Linked DNA regions of Mus musculus: regions 1 and 3 are each linked to region 2. Evidence: chromatin contacts called from public promoter capture Hi-C data. All regions are on one chromosome and are shown on one strand. Each heading gives the region's core, a stretch centred on a gene start, on an enhancer-like site or on the middle of the called end of the contact. The rest is flanking DNA. Distances are from core to core; before and after follow the strand shown.

Region 1 (3,518 bases), core at 956-3,455, 2.5 Mb before region 2:
AGGCAGGTCTGGACCTGGTGACAAAGATTCAACTGAGAATTCTGAGTTCTCCATCTACCCTGGAGTAGAAGTAGCCACGGTGGAACACCAGCGGGCTGAGGGGACTGGAAACCCCACACTCAGAGAGCCTACGAAAGGGCCACCAAACCCACAACCCCCAACGTCCATATCAGTGTTCCCACTCCACACAACTTACTGACCACTGCCTAGGCAGCCCTCACTGTACCCAATGCTGAATGTATAGATAGCACTAAGTCTCCTCCCACAGCTCACAGGGACTTGGGCAAGAGAAACGCACAGAAAAACTAGAACATAGGTCACGCTGAAGTGTCTGGGAGTCCAGATCAGAGGGAGCTGGGTGTGCCACCTACCTATAATGCCAGCCCTTGGGAGGCAGAATCAAGTGGGTAAAGCTGAGTGGTGATACACACCTTTAATCCCGGCACTCGGACAGAAGCAGGTAGATTTCAAAGCTAGCACAGTCCACATATCAAGTTCCTCCCTTGAGATGTGCTAGCCAGCCAGTCAGAGGGGAAGGGAGGGTTTCAAAGCCAACCTGAGTTTCAAAATAGGAAGAGGAAATCGTTGTCTCCTAGTCTCCTTAAGAAAAAAGCCAAGGGAAAACTGAAAGTAGTAAAGTCCTTTGAATATGGCTGGAACATGAGGGGAAGGCTTGCAGATTTTAATTTAGTCAAATACATAACGATAAGGCAAAGGTCAAGGAGACGTGTACCACTAAACATTAACAGGATAACTAAGATAATGGGCTCTCCTGAGGTATGGATTTCATTTATCAATCTATTAAGTCACTTCACAAAGGCATTTTGAAATCTCTCTTTACTGTCCCAGTTTTACCCCTGTGGCACTGTGTTCCAAACACAGAGCCAAATTACACATTTTAAATTCATATTCATACCTCACACCTCTTAATTCAAGTATAAAATCCTATGCTAACTAGATGAGCAAAAAGCTACCCTAGAACAGAAGGGCATAAGAGCCCTGCCTGAAACAAAAATGGTGTTCTTCTATAGAACAGGCAAGCCTGAGGTTATCAGACCCGGCCCCGCCCACTCAGGCCACCCTCACCCTAGGCAGGAAGATAAAGCTCTAAGAACAGTGTCTTTGCAAAGTAACTTTGGGCAGCATAGCTTTAACAAGTGAAAAGAATTCCCTTTAACGAAGATACGGATTCTGATAACGCGATCTAAGAAATAGAAAACAAGACCAGGAAACTTCACCACAGGGCAACAGAAGTAATACAATTAAGATAATTAACCTGCTACATACGGGATAGCAAACCCACCTACACTAAGAGTCCACTCAGAGCACCACACCAGCCACTTAACAAATGTGGACACAGCCTTACTAACTTCAAAACATCTGGACCCCTCCTAAAAAGCAGCACCTCCAGATGTCTGGCCACCCGGCCCTGTCAACAGTAACCTGATGGCTTCTTTGTAAAGACAGCACTCTAGCTCCTCAGCGGGAGGAGCTGAAAAGCCTGTTTGGAGTAAAATTTCAAAACACTTTGCAAAACAGCCCTCCGCTGGCTTCGCGGTAAGTGAGAAGTGAAGAACAGCAGCCTCGGGGCTCACCATTTTCAATGGGCTGATTAGGAGGCACGCATTAACAGCCTGACAAGACTCTAAAACAGAGCACAGCCAGGCTCTACTGTGCACCCAGTTCCAGCCGGACAGGGAATCTTTGTAGAAAAGGCTCCAGTTGGGGGAAGAGTTGACACCCACCCATTCGGGGTCTAGAAGGCCTTTCAAGGGTTGGGAAGAACAGCGCGAATTCGGGTACAAGGCTCATCCTCTCCCCTCTCTCGCAACCCTCGCCCTTTCAGGAGTCAGGCGCACCCTGGCAGTGCCCTGGGCGCGCAGCACGAAGCCATCACGCCGTCACCAGCTGCCCACCTTCACGTGGTTCTCCACCGCCGTGTGGCTCGCCAGCTTCTTAGCCTCCTCGGCCTTGGACATCGTGGAGGGGGCCGGGCCGCCCGCGCTCGAGCCTCCCTTGTCGCCGCGGGTCTCCGAATGTGCACGCCCCGGCAACTGCACGTGGGAACCCGAGAGGCCCCAGTTGTTCCCGCCCCCGCCCGAGGCCGCGCCCCCGGCCCGCCCGGGCAGTGGGGCCAGGACCCGCCCGTAGAGGGTGCTGAAGGGCCCGGGGCGCTGCATCCCGCCGCCTCGCTCCAGCCTCTCCGGCCGCCCCACCCCCAACTCCTCCGGAAACCCGCTCGCTTGCGCAACCTGCCCCGCGCGTATTACTAAATGCGTGTTGCTGGGAAATGTAGTCCTACGGCGACAGTGGTTCCTAGGCCCTTCTGCATTCGGGACTACAAGTCCCACAATACGATCGACCCTAGTGTGCAAATCGCCCGCCTTGACTCCAGACTTTCTGTCCGGAAGGTCCGGGTAACTGCTGTCTAGGAAGCTAATAACTCCCTACCTTGGGGTCAAGTGTTTACACCTTTAGGTGAACTCCAAGAACCTTTCCGGCTGTACGCGTATTCTAGAAAAAGAGAGAGACACTATTAAAAACCTGACCTTGTTTGCCCAGCAAATGAGAACGTTGCTGTGTTGTAAGCGAATCCTCAGGCAAGTGGTTCTACCAACACAACGGCCTTTTTTTAAAAAAAATCTTTTAATTACATTGTATTATTTAGGTTGTGCTTGTGGAGGCCAAAGAACAACTTGCAGAAGTCCGTTATCTGACCGTCTTGGTAGTGTCAGTCAGTACTTTACCGGCAGAGCCATCTTCTTACAGTGCTCTAGAGTCACTCATTGATGACACACTTGGGACTCCCAGGTCTTCTGATGTCTGTGCTAGACCTTCACAAACCCAAGGTTACAAGTTCAATCAGTAACTCCCGCCTTGGACATTGTTCTGCTCTTGGTATTGGATGCAGGGTGTCTAAATGGAGCCCGGTCACGAGCGCACAGGCCAGTGTACCTTATCGGGCTTCCCCTTTTCTGCCTTTAGTTTGCTGCAAGTTCTTGGTCTCATTCAGCAGTCCCAGTGGCCTGAACTCACTGTAGAGTTCAGTCCAGGCTGGCCTGGAACTTGGAGCATTTTTCCTGATATGGGATTACATCACCAAATAGGTCTGGAAGTCCTTTTTGTTGTTTTGTTTGTGTGTTTTGAGACAGGATCTCTCTTTGCAACCATGGCTGTCCAGGAACTCTGTAGACCAAGATGCCCTTGAACTCACCGAGATCAGCCTGACTTTCCTTCCCCAGAGCAGAGGTTAACGGTGTGTGCCTGCAAAAGGCATGTGCCAGCAACCCCCAAGAGCTAGAATGTTCCAGGAACCCTTAGGAACAATAAAGACCGGTCACAATGCTTTTTTGCAACTTTTATAACCTGAGTTTTATCTTTATCAGACTGTAATCCTGCCCAAGGCACTCAGAAACCACTCGATAGTCTCCTTTACCAAAAAAAAAAAAAAAAAGAAGAAGAAAATTCTTCAGCCACCATTACAAATGTAACTTCAGGACCCACCATAATCAGGTGTG
Region 2 (3,733 bases), core at 989-3,488:
AATTAAATGTCCTTGTAAGAGTTGCCTTGGTCAAAGTGTCTGTTCACAGCAGTAAAACCCTAAGTCACCATTTAGACTTCCAAACAAATTGTAATACTATGTATACTATTGAAGCTCTGTCCACAGTGAAGATTTCCCTTCACTGGTGTCTTTCAGGGTTGTCCCCAAAAGAGTTTGTAATGCTGCAGCTGTCTATTTCTGGGTGATGCCTGCATAATGTACAGAACCATCAGGGAACCAGGCCCCAGTCTTCTCTTCTCAGCCAGCTGATCATAGGGGATATACCTTGAGGCTATAGGTGTGTGTGTGGCAGCAGACAGCATTGTAATGTGAGTGGAAACCATAGGCATTTGGAGAACTTCTTCATGTAATTTGCTTGTGCCTTCAGGACCTGGTTGGGCCAGATCACATATATACCACTTCCATTTATTAATAGATTGCTACTGTGCACATCCTGCTTTATGACTGGTGGATCAGATAATTTCCAGTGCATGATGAGCAGCTTACAGAGTACCTTGAGGTTATATAGTAACTTGGTGTCCCATTGTCAAACTAAGTCCCAATAGCAGGCTAACAGCTGCCTCTTAAAGGGAGAATTGTCTACAGATGATGATGAAGCCTTTCTCTAAAATCCAAAGGTCTCTTCTGTGACTCACCTAGGGGCCTGCCAAAGGCTCCAGACAGCATCCCTGCCTGTCACTGAGATCTCAAGTACCATTGGGTCTGCTGGATCACCTGAGCCAAGTGGTAGTGTGCTTGCTTGCACAACAGTCTGGACTTCTTCAAGAGCGTTCTCTTGCTCCAGGCCCCACTTAAAGTTAGTAGCTTTCTGAGTCACTATGGACTGGAGTCACACACCCAAGTGAAGAGGGTGCTGCATCCAAAATCCAAACAGGCTCAGTAAACACCGTGCTTCTTTCCAGTGGGAGGGGCCAGACACAATAACTTTACAATAGAAGGATAGCTCTGCATGCCCCAAACCACTGCACTCCTAAGAATTTCACTGAGTTAGAAGGTTCTTGAATTTTGGTTGAATTTACGTGTTACCCATGAATTCAAACTGGCTGCTATCCACTACTCACTTGGTCCAATCAGCATAATGTTGTCAATATAGTGTACACACACACATATTTACAATCTATACTATATGTTATATATACTATGTATTACACATTTTGTTAAATAAATGAAACAAAATGCTTAATTATTAAGTAAAGATTCAGTGAAAAATTTCCTCCTTAAAACCATTGTTCGCGGGCTGGAGAGATGGCTCAGAGGTTAAGAACACTGGTTGTTCTTTCAGAGGTCCATGAGTTCAATTCCCAGCCACCACATGGTGGCTCACAACCAAGTGTAATGAGATCTGGTGCCCTCTTCTGGCTCACAGACATACTGCAGACAGAACACTGTACATAATAAGTAAATAAATAAATCTTTAAAAAAATGTTCACACTGGACCTATTTGGAAAGCACTGATATTTAACTTTACCACAAGGGCAGGATCTACAAGACAAGTACACATGAGAATGGTGCGAATTATAATGACGACCTTACTGAGCTAAAATAACTTTATTGATTATACTGATAAGGAATCTTAGGAACGCGGTTTTAGACAAGAAACGTGGTGCTTTGGCTCAAGGACTTGCTAAGGTTTTAAAAGAGTGGAGTGAATAATTTGTTCCAATTGGGCACAAATCCTATTTGATCTCGAGTTGTAGTCCTTAGGATTTTAGAAAGAGGCATAATTAGCATTAGTAAATAATTAGCATTAGTCGAAGGCAGTGCGCCAGTTTGTTTAATAAAGAGATTCCTGCTTCAGGAAACTGTCAGCTAAGGGGCTTTTTAATTTTAAGTATTTGGTCACTTTTCCTTTTTTCTTTTGCCGGCCACTAGTGCGGATAATTTCCGGAACCGTACAGGGAGGACAAGAGGAGTACAATCTTCTCTGTAACAGGTCAGAAAAAAACAAAGTGCAGGATCACGGTCTGGCACATAGCATTGCTGCCGGCGCCTCCCCTCAGCGTTTGTCACGGCTTTTCCTGGGCGCCCACGCCGGAGTTTAAATCGCTTCCAACCCCTTCCCTTTCAGCACGCTGCTTACTCGGAAAAAAAATACATTTCCCACAACACCACGCGCCGGCCGGGCCTCTCATGGGCTGTCCCACACATTGCCGTTATGTTTATGGTTACCCAAGCCCACATCTACTAAAGAACAGAGCTATTGTTTGCTTTTCAAACGTCATCCTTCTTGTTCTTTTCCACTTGTAACGTTCACTGTTTGAGAAGAGACTCCGAGGAGCGTAAGATATTCAGGCTACTCCTCTAGACACCTTTCTGCGCGAGCCTGAGCCCATGCCAAGGTCCCGGGGTCCTGAGAGTGTCATTGGGGGATGACCGCAACAGTAGTTGCTGCGGCTGCCACTGCAACCATGGTCTCCAGCAGCAGCGGCCTCGCCGCCGCCCGCCTGTTGTCGCGCACCTTCCTCCGTGAGTCGTGCCGGCCCGGCTCTGTCCTCCATGCTTGCGTAGACCTCGGGTTCCTGATTCTGGCCCCGGCGGTGTCCGGGCTCTTCCGGGCGGGCCCTCGGAAGGGGCGAGGGAGCCACCGGTCCAAACGCCAGTGGCAGACCTCGGGGGTGGAGGGGGCTTTGTCCGATGGGGTCGTGGATCGGCCGATGCACTTCGCAGGGCGCCCTGCAGACACGGCAACAATATCCTAGTTCCCTCGGTGACGGGGTGTGTGTGTGTGGAGGCGGGGGGGGGGGGGTGAGGTGGAGGTGGCCTCTGGGCTGGCCCTTACTTGGAGCCAAGGCTAAAGAGGTCCAGGATGAACTCTGCTGGGAGTGTGAGCCCCCGGGTTGAAGAGGTTGTAATTTGTCCCGAAAGATTCTGCACTTGGAGTTGACCGTTCTGTTGAAGTGGTAGGGCCAACGGAAAGGTGGTTTCTGCACCCAGAGTCAACGTGGCCCCGTAGGAGCTTGGAAGCTGACCAATGATGTGTCGCTCTTTACGAGACTCCAATGAACACCTCAGTTTCTGAGAACCAATCTCCCAGGGTTGCTATCCTGCAATGCTGACTCTTGAAAAGTAGTGCTGCGTTCAAAGTCTCTGTGTTAGGTACGATAGGAAACAGCTTGGGAACCGGTCATGTCGTTTTTGAAGTCTGGCCAATCATTCGTATGTGTATAATAGTCTTTTTTTAAAAAGTGATTTCTCGATGGATGTGGTGGCCCACACATTTAATTCCTGCATTTGGGAGGCAGAGGCAGGTATGCGGGTCTTTGTGAGTTCGAGGCCAGCCTGGTCTACAAAATGAGTCCCAAGAGAGCCACAGCTGTTACACAGAGAAACCCTGTCTTGAAAACAAAACGAAATGAAACAAACAAAAGCCTACTAAACAAACAAACAAACAAACATCTCTCAAGTAATAGCTTGGTTTGTGAAGCAGAGCATTGTCCTGCCTATCACTAACAGGAGAAATGATTGCCGATTAAAACTGTGATGAGTGATTGGTTGTCAGGTTTATCCAGATCTAGGAGATGTTAAGAAGTAATGAGTGGTTTGGTTTCATTGTGTAGAATAAGTGAGTCAGTTTACTGCTCAGAAATAGACACTCATGTAACACTCTTTTCTTTGTGACATCTTGTTTCCTCTCGCATCAGATAGTAGGTGAGACTTAGTTTCTTTCTTGGGTATCCTAAAAGTGTTCAAGGATAAGTGTGCACCCAGTAGC
Region 3 (3,340 bases), core at 203-2,702, 2.4 Mb before region 2:
CGATGGAGGAATTCTAGCCTCTAGAACACATATGCTAGAGGGAATTTGCTATGACAGCCCTGGAGAATTAATATACAGGGCAAGAACTTCCGGTCCTTGGCTTTCATCCTAAGCAACACAGGGTAAGTTGAAGGTCATATCCTGCCCTGTAGGGAAGCAGGAAAACAAGGGACAAAATGTCTCATAGAGGAAAGGCTGAGTTCCACAGTGGAGGACACTTAGGAGGAAAAACGGGACTCCTCTTCGAATTTATTAAAACCATGTGAGTGAATCAGAGCAATCTGGGTGGAGCTGAGGAATACTAATGCCTGTGCAGTGTGTGTGAGATGAGAGAGGACAGGAAGACAAGGCGCTTTAGAGATTTGTTGTACAGAAGAGAGAAGGAATGTGGTGAGAACTAAAGGGAGAAATGGGTTTATAGGGATTGGGGCTGAGTGGAAATTAAGTGTGCTTCATGCAGATGGAGACCAGCGTACACAAACTGCCAACATCATTAAAAATCTTCCCAGTGTTTGGTTGGTGTTCTGAGTACACTGCTGAAGGATGCAACTTCTTACTCTTCCACACACCAGCTCTGAAATCTTCAGGGTATTCGCAACTACTTTAAGAGAATTTTAAACGCTTTGGTCAAACATTTGAACCTTCCCCACTTTGGTCGTTGTCGTTCTATTTCTCCTGAGGGCAGTGTAAAGCATGCCAAACCAACCGGGAGACTTAATAAATTTTTGTGACTGTGTGACCTTGTGCAGATTACTTCAAGTGCGCCAGGCCTGGGATCCTCCTTTATAAACAGGTTAAGAGGCGTTCCGGGCGCTCTGGGTTATCTGTTCTACAGATCACTGTCATCTCTATCAAAGCTGTAATTGTAATTCTTAATACCTTCCTAGCCACAAATTGGGCAACTCCTGAACTTCTAAGGACACATGACCTGTGCAGTCACTTTCCCCCAACTCTCATCCCTTCTTTCCAAATAAATTCGGCTTGGGAATAGCAAAAGCATCTATCCCTTTAAGATCAGCCACCTCCCGGCCACCCGGGACTCCTTTCCACTCTTCTTCCTTTCACAGGGGACGGTCCTCTTCACACTCAGAATCGGCCACGTACTAAGTGCCGCTTCCAACCAATCAAGAAGCAGTTAGCTCAGGCCTTTGAGGAGCATCCACTTTCACCAATAATCTCCAAGCTTTTCCCAGCGCCTCACTTTGAGGGGCGAGGCCAATCAGGGAATGGACCAATCCGTTCCAGAAGTGGCATTAGGGAACTGAAATGATTCACCAATCGCCTAAGAAGACTCTGGGGAGGGGCATTTCTCATTGGCCGTCGTTCCCGGAAAAGGGCCGGACTGCCACAGGGAAAACTACAATTTGATTGGTAGGTATAATGTTGACAACAAGGAACGCGTCTGCCTGGCTCGGAGTGGCAAGGCGCGCAACCAATCGCAGAGCAGACGCACGGAACCCTCGCTCAATGGGCGATGTCTGCACAAGGCTGTCACTCAGGTGGCAGTGGCTGAGACGTGGCCGGGCAGCTCTGCTGCTGCGGCGCGAAGTCGAGAGGCGGCGGGGTCCGTGGCGCGCGCTCGCAGTGCTCCGAGGCTCCGAGCGGCGAGACGGGCGGGCGCCGACGGCAGGGTCTCCATGCCCGCGCGTGGGGCGGGCCGCTGATGGAGCGCGCCACCCGGCCCGGGCCGCGCGCGCTGCTGCTGCTTCTGTTCCTGCTGCTGGGCTGCGCGGCGGGGATCTCGGCGGTCGCGCCCGCCCGCAGTTTGCTTGCTCCCGCGTCGGAGACAGTGTTTGGCTTAGGGGCAGCGGCCGCCCCGACTTCGGCCGCGCGGGTGCCTGCGGTGGCAACGGCCGAAGTGACCGTGGAGGACGCCGAGGCATTGCCGGCTGCCGCTGGCGAACCGGAGTCACGCGCGACGGAGCCCGATGACGACGTGGAACTGCGGCCTCGCGGCAGGTGAGAGGTTGGGAACTAGGGTCGGGGCACCTCTCGCAGGGATGCGAGTGACTGCGGACAAAGCAGAGAGCCGCGACACCTTCCTGTCCCACTCTGAGCGCCTGCCTGGTCCTGGCTGTGGGAGGGCAACAGCATCTTTAAAGGAGGATGAGGGATGCCTGGAGAATGCAACACCCGGCTTAGGGAAGAAAGTCACTTCCCCGCTTTCATTGTTTTCGGGCTTTAACCATATGCACTTTACACTCCCATTCCCAAATACTTGACTCGTTCTGTCCTGATTCTGTTGCGACAGGTAAAACGACTTTCAAAAGAGATGCCTACATTTATCCTTCAAATACAAGTCTGTTGTGGCTCCTGGTCGAGGGTTTTGATTTTCTGTTTCTCTAATTGAGATATGCGGGAACACCTGCATCAGAATTACCAGGGGGATGCTGGTTAAATGGACAGTTTTCTAGGCTCCGCCCCGGTTTTACTAAACCAGACCTTTTCTGGGTAAGAACAAGCACTCTCAAGAGCTCCGAACACACTTAGAGGTTAAAGTTTAAGGAGTGTGCTTGGGTTCTTTTATCCTAGCAGCTTTTTGATATTTAAAGGGGGTTAGCATAGTTTATTTCAGTTGGATTTCTTAGCCTTATAAACATACAAATTCAAGAGACAAGTTTTAAAGCAATTTTCAAAGTCTGCACAGAATGTAAAATACTTTAATAAAGTATTTTTCAGATAGCATGTGTGGAGAAAGTGGCACTATTTAATAGAAAGAATGCTAAAAGAGCATTAGGTAAATTAAGAGCTGCATCTAAATTAGAACATATCTAAGTTTGTAACATAGTAGTTATAGATTATAAAAAGTATCAGAACCTTGATCTAGGTACCCAGTGATTACCAGAAATAAACAGGGCAAGCCCTAAAATTCTCCATACACCATTTGAATAGTTATATTTAAGAATGTTTAAGTAATAAAGAATACAATTTCATCTATTTGCGAATGTATGAACTCTCCTAGATGAGTGAAACAGCTGTGAAGAGTAAATTACACGAAGTAGAGAGAACTATTCTGTTTTCCTTAGAACACACACCTGCAGCAGCAGGGACTTTCTAAAGCTGAGCAGAACCCCTGGGGTTATGGAGGTAGAGCAGGAAGCCTCTGCTCTTGGAAGGAATACGCAGTCAATCCAGCAATCGGGATGAAGCAGAAGGTCCTAACTGTAGGGCGGTTCAAATGAACAGTAGAAAGCAGTACAAAGGAACTGTCATGGGTGATGCACAGTTTGCTGGTGTATGCTGTGTAAGGCAAGGGATGAGGTAGGTTTATAGATAAGAAATGGCTGTGACAGAATGATTTGGTTCTTAAAAATGGGTAGAATTCTGATAGATGGTGGAC

What was found. Promoter capture Hi-C pulls out the DNA fragments that hold promoters and counts their contacts. Capture Hi-C pulls out chosen DNA fragments and counts their contacts.
Region 1: a promoter capture Hi-C map of liver shows a contact between it and region 2, with 4 times the contacts expected there. The contact joins the promoter of Rpia here to the promoter of Suclg1 in region 2. A contact is called at or near these places in 1 of 39 promoter capture datasets (liver), 2 of 484 Hi-C or Micro-C datasets (double positive thymocytes and muscle stem cells), 2 of 115 datasets of contacts at active chromatin or transcription factors (astrocytes and extraembryonic endoderm stem cells) and 2 of 9 other capture datasets (adipose tissue and liver).
Region 3: a promoter capture Hi-C map of liver shows a contact between it and region 2, with 4 times the contacts expected there. The contact joins the promoter of Eif2ak3 here to the promoter of Suclg1 in region 2. A contact is called at or near these places in 3 of 39 promoter capture datasets (the 3T3-L1 cell line and liver), 1 of 115 datasets of contacts at active chromatin or transcription factors (fibro-adipogenic progenitors) and 1 of 9 other capture datasets (adipose tissue).

What each region holds. Positions count from the first base shown.
Region 1 is chr6:70,789,970-70,793,487 of GRCm38.p6, forward strand. It overlaps Rpia (ribose 5-phosphate isomerase A), which reads right to left and starts at 2,206. Exons shown (of 9, transcript NM_009075.2): 1 at 1,917-2,206. The coding sequence starts at 2,180.
Region 2 is chr6:73,246,267-73,249,999 of GRCm38.p6, forward strand. It overlaps Suclg1 (succinate-CoA ligase, GDP-forming, alpha subunit), which reads left to right and starts at 2,239. Exons shown (of 9, transcript NM_019879.3): 1 at 2,239-2,487. The coding sequence starts at 2,391. Gm38834 (a long non-coding RNA gene) reads left to right here and starts at 2,497. Exons shown (of 2, transcript XR_869182.3): 1 at 2,497-3,117.
Region 3 is chr6:70,843,063-70,846,402 of GRCm38.p6, forward strand. Eif2ak3 (eukaryotic translation initiation factor 2 alpha kinase 3) reads left to right here and starts at 1,453. Exons shown (of 17, transcript NM_010121.3): 1 at 1,453-1,959. The coding sequence starts at 1,664.